Regions from separate parts of the Zea mays genome. Here region 1 is linked to region 2. The links are chromatin contacts, called in public Hi-C maps. All regions are on one chromosome and are shown on one strand. The core of a region is the stretch at or near the end of the contact, and the rest is flanking DNA. Distances in the headings are between cores, read along the strand shown.

Region 1 (2,700 bases), core at 134-2,633, 580 kb after region 2:
TTGTTGTTTAAAGCTAGTTGGTCCAAGCCCATTCAAACAAGGATGAACAATGCATCTGCAACACCCTGCCATGTTGGGCATAGAAAATTATGCAACAAATGTCGAGTACGAAAGCGACCTACCAGAGGATGGCAAACCAAGTCATTACTGGCTGAAGATAAGCACAAAAAAGAGAAGACATAGCATTCTAGACCTACATGATTGGCCAAAACACATCTTCTCCACAAGCCCCGTTGACATCAAGTCTGCTGTCCTATAAATAATTGAGCAGCCAAGGACTAAATGAGGAAAAAACAACACTGCAAACTTAACCAGAAAATTAGAGAAATCTTTTGACGCTTTTGTCTATCACTCCGCTAATGTTTCCTTGCAATTTGGCATGCGCTTTGAAAAGTAGTAGAAACATACTACTGCAAATTAACATTTCTACCCTGCCCAAACAAAACAATTGTTTTCTTGTTTTTCAACTGGTTTTCCGCGTGCACTTTACCACCTGGTTCACCCCATCATCAACATCACAATTCACACCTAAGACCATAAAACTTAGCTTAAACTATGGCAATATAAACTTAAGTTCCGGATAGAATAGAAACCTAGTACACATGAAGATCCATCTATGTCCATGCGCAGTTTTAATGATCTACATGTACCGCGCCATGCTACCCACCAAGCCCAGAACGATATCAACCTCGACTTCCGCAGGTGAATAGGAAGCCGGCACAAAACTTGGGCAATTAATCGAGAGTAGGACCGAGCCAACACGCGTCGGCCTCCTCAGATTTGCGAGTTCGACAGAATCAAAAGACCTCCACCAACGGCAGGAGCACCGGGAAAGGCCATACGCACCAGCAAGTATTCATCATCACCATCCGCGCCGCCGTCCCTCCGGTCGGCATCGCCTTCCACCACATCCATCTCCACGTCCATCTCGGCGTCCGACGCCCAGCCGTCGTGGTCATCCACAACTCGCTCCGCTGCATCGGCGCTGTCCCGCGCGCTCGCCGCCATCCCGCCGCCGCGTCGAACCGCACCCCTGTCCGCACCAACCGAACATTCAGATCGCACAGGCGACACGCGGACATAAGAGAGGCGATCGGAAGGCAGGCGAGCCACCAGCCCTTACCACGCACGAAGGACAACAAGTGCGGCTGTGCCGCGCGGCTCGCGATGTGCAGCACTGCGGACCCGCGCCGCCGGAGTGAGGTGTCGAGGATGAAGGAGCGCGGGTCGATGAAACCTCGGGCCTCCGAGAGCTGGAGAAGAGCTGCGAGGAGGAGGAGGAGCTGTGTCGGCCGCGGCTAACGGCGGACGTGGATCGGGAGGCGGAAACGTGTGGAGGGGATGAGAACACGGCCGTGCTTCTGGTGCCGTGCGGCGAACCAAGGTTCGAGATAGAGCTGAGCTCGATCCGGCAACGCGATGGGGTCGATAGCGACGGGTGACTGGGTGAGGGGATAAATTAGCTAGGGTAACGGCGTTTTCTTTTTGGGCTTCAACAAAAGTTAGCTTGCGTAACAGCGTTTTCTAGAAGACGTGGCAATGGAGACGCGGACGCGATATTTGCAAGGGGTACAGACGCACACCAGTGTGGGCCTATGACAGTGTGGTGTAGTTATGGTGTCGGTTGTGCTCGTGAGTTCAATAGATTTAAGATTGTTGGGTTCGCCTCAGTAAAATTGATTGATTCGATTTAAATTCTAAATAAGTCAAATTTTTTCTTAATTTTTTCTAATAATATCCAATTTATATGTAATAAAAATAACCGAACAAGACCTTAAGTGAAACTCTACACCACCAACAACAAAATTGTAAAGTAGTTTATTTAGAGAAATGTTATATTAGACTAGAATGGTTTACTCTTTATCAACACTTGATTTTTTTTTTACCGATCACATACATGCCTTAGCATTTTTCTCGTGACAAATTTTCATCTCCGTCAAGTTAAGGTTTATACATCTTCGACGGTGAAGATAGATCATGAGTAGTCACAACGACTTGACGAGAACCCGATGAAGCTACAGATTACCGTAGCAATGGTGGGCGACAATAGGGACTAGGGAGTCAAAGGAGATGAAGGAGAGCAGGGAAGGCACACATATCCCACCTGATTGGTTACTCACACCAATTTATTCTGAATTATCGCGTGTGTTGACTTTAACTGATCGTCTGTTTGGTTGTTTGTACGAGAGGAACGGTGGCTGCATGAGTGGACGCAAAAAAAGTCATTCTAAGGCCATTTACCTGCATCTGCGCATACGTCAAAAATGGTTGTACCTGGTCGGCCGGGCTCACGTGGGACTAAGTGCGGACGCAGTAAACCAATAGACGCATCGTGAATGAGGCGTACAAAAATACTAGAATAGAAAGTAGCAAGGAGCCAATAAAGAAGGATGAAGATAAAGAGTTTGAAATGAGTGATATGGATAATGAGAAGACTCGGATCAACAAGCAAATTATAACATGTTTGTTTTTTCTATATTTATATCTTTTGTTATGTGCCTAGTTATGACTTATGAGTTACGTCTATATACACAGTAAAATATATTGTATCTGAAACTACCAAAACATCTTATAATCTAGAACAGAAGGAGTAAAATTATTTTTAACTTGCATCTTTTTATACAAAGACACACGACTGTTTTAGTACTAGAAAAAAATATGACATGCAAAGGCGATCATAGTAATCATATAGATAGGCAT
Region 2 (2,700 bases), core at 114-2,613:
CCGCCTCTATCTCGCAAACGTTTTTCAGGCAGGGATTGGCTGGTTGCTCATCGCTGTGCTCGCCAAAAAACTGAAATTCTGTGCAGGCCGGTGGTCTGGACTTGCTGACCCTTGATAGCCTGTACGACGAGGCGAACCGGAGAGCGAGCCAGCCGGCGAGCTACAACCCCTGGGATGCAACCGCGTCTGCCCCGATGATGACCACCATGGCGCCGGCGATGCACGATCCGTTCTACGCCTCGAACGGGTACGCGGCGCCGCACGGCGTGCAGATGGCGGCGATGGCTCACCACCAGCAGCAGCAGCAGGTTTTCATGCTGCAGCAGCAGATGATGGCGCCGGCGCCGGCGGTCCACCACCCGATGCAGATGCAGCAGAACCCCGCGAACCCTTTCGGCAACCCCTTCGCGGCCGCCGGCGCGCATCCCTACGGCGCCGCCGGCATGCCGCTCCACGCCGGGCCCGGCAACGTCTACACGGGGCTGATCTGATCTAGTACCCCACGCGGCCACGCCCGGTGGCCAGTTTCTTGGTTGCGTTAGCGCTACTGTTGCCCCACCATTCATTCTTTTTGTCCAAGTTTTCTTGGTGCCATTGTGAGAAGGAAATTTGTAGCACAGACAGGCAGGCAGGCAGGTAGAGGCGGTCACGGTTGGTTATTTATAAATAGCAGCGTCGGGTGGTGTCCTGTACGTAGGAGGTGAGTGCATGTATATTATACAACATAGAGTTTGGCCACTTGTTCGTGTGCACATGAGAGTCGATTCTCGTGGCGGCGAGACTCGTCAGGACGGCCCGTCGAGATTGAGATTGGATTATTCTTGGTGAACATACGCTGGATACGGTTGAATAATGCAGGCATTCTTTTTTTTAGCAGCTGACTTTGTGTGATCCAATGGAAACAAGTAGATCGACATCTCATCATGAAGCTGGAAAGTCGATCCTGCTCTTGCCGGTGCTAGTGTGTGGCCCCGTCTTTCCCCTCGGCGTGCGCTTGCCTGCCGCCGTTTCACTTTAGCCTCGTAGACGCCGGTGGAAGCGGTCGCCGAGATGTCTCATTTTTCTCATCGCGCAACTACCGGCGGCAGCAGCATATGGAATCCAGGAACGGGCCGAACGGCGCACCCAGCCAGCGCCACTCGCGCGCGATCACTGATCAGCGAACCAACGGCGGCCCGCCCCAAGCACGTGGAGCCGGGAACCGGAAGCCTCTCTCTCCCTCCCGAGTCCGCCAGACCGCCACCCTCTTCCTGCTGCCGCAAGTCCCAATCATTGCCTCCCCCACCAAGCCCACGTCACTTCACCCCACCCACACCACGCCAAGTCGCCAAGGCAAGGCCCCCCAGCGAAAGCAAAGGGGGAAGCAACCCCCCGCACCGCGAGGCCGCAAAAGCAATCGCGAAAGCGAGCGCGAGGCGAGTCGGCCGGCGAAGGGGGCGGATGGCGCGCGGGCTGCGCGGCGTCCGCGACGACCTATCCGAGCTGGGGCGCCACCTGCTCGACATCGCCTGCTTCCTGCACCCGCTCCTCAACCCGGCCCACACCGACTCCCCGCCACCCACCCCCACGGGCCGCCGCCGCCCGCGCCGCTCCCCGTCCCCGCACCCCGCCGCGCCGCCGTCACCGTCGCTCCTCGCGGGCATCCTCTCCGACCTCGCCGAGATCGGCGGCTCCTTCCGCGGCGGCTTCTCCCGCTCCTCGCCGGCGCCCGACCACCCCGCCCCCGACGCGCTCGAGTCACAGCAGGCCGCCTCGTCCCCGTCCCCGCGTCCGCCTCCTCCTGCTGCTGCCGACCAGATCGCAGATGATGTCGTGGGAGCAGCGCGTGCCCTCGCCGCGCGGCCCGAGGCGTGGATCGACTTCCCCGTGCTCGCCCTAGATGAGGGTAATTATCTCTTCTCGGCTCTGGCACCAACACGACTGCGATTGTTTGCTACTTCTGCAAATATTGGCATCTGCCTACGCAGATTGCGCCTGTGCTGGTGGCTGATGCTTCCTGTGGAGTGGTTCCCTGGGGTGGGTGTAAAGGTCGCTGGTTATGGGAGTTGTTATACTTGTTAGTACCAGTAAATTTTAGTGGAATTGAGAGAAGATAGAACTCAATTAGGTACCCTATTACCTAATAGTACTCTGGGATGTTTAAGATTACTGTTGTGGAAGCTGGGTCATGGGATAATGGCATGCGAGTGCTTGTGCAACAAGTTCATGACTTTTGAGAGTATTGATAGATGGGATGATCAGAGGACGAGTCAATGTTTTCAGCTTTGATTTCGGGTTTTTACAGTTACCAGAGTGTGATATTTGGGGTTTAAGCTCATTTGATTGGCTGTGAGGTTGCCTGGAATAGGCTGAAACAAACTGGAGGAACTCTTATGTACTACTATGTTTGGAAGACATGAGCTCGTTCTGTATGCTGTTAAGGCTGTATTGCTGCTGAGTACAGGTCTCATGAAGTCATGATTTCGTTTTGTACTTCTGTTCCATTTTCCATGTGGTGTTCGCTATTATAGATTTGACTTCATATTATATTAAATACATACAAGAGTTGGTTGGTATAAATGAGATGCATTTATGGATTTTGAAGAATGCTTTACTGCTTTAAAGCTGTAAGAGGTACTTTTTTTACATAAGCAACTATATTTAGTAAATTCGTTGACGTTTGAAAACAGATGACAAAGATGCGTTGCCTTTTTCTGTGCA

The links. Hi-C and Micro-C count contacts between places; a contact is called where the count stands out from the background.
Region 1: a contact with region 2 is called in a Hi-C map of ear, with 1.7 times the contacts expected there. The contact joins the promoter of LOC100191443 here to the promoter of LOC100272474 in region 2. A contact is called at or near these places in 3 of 25 Hi-C or Micro-C datasets (bundle sheath, ear and tassel).

Annotation. Positions count from the first base shown.
Region 1 is chr9:17,022,899-17,025,598 of Zm-B73-REFERENCE-NAM-5.0, forward strand. LOC100191443 reads right to left here and starts at 1,384. Exons shown (of 10, transcript NM_001136876.1): 1 at 1,124-1,384; 2 at 847-1,033. The coding sequence starts at 1,008.
Region 2 is chr9:16,440,440-16,443,139 of Zm-B73-REFERENCE-NAM-5.0, forward strand. LOC100272474 reads left to right here and starts at 1,364. Exons shown (of 3, transcript NM_001146946.1): 1 at 1,364-1,885. The coding sequence starts at 1,441. LOC103638005 (putative clathrin assembly protein At5g35200) reads left to right here. Exons shown (of 16, transcript XM_008661000.4): 16 at 87-876. The coding sequence ends at 491.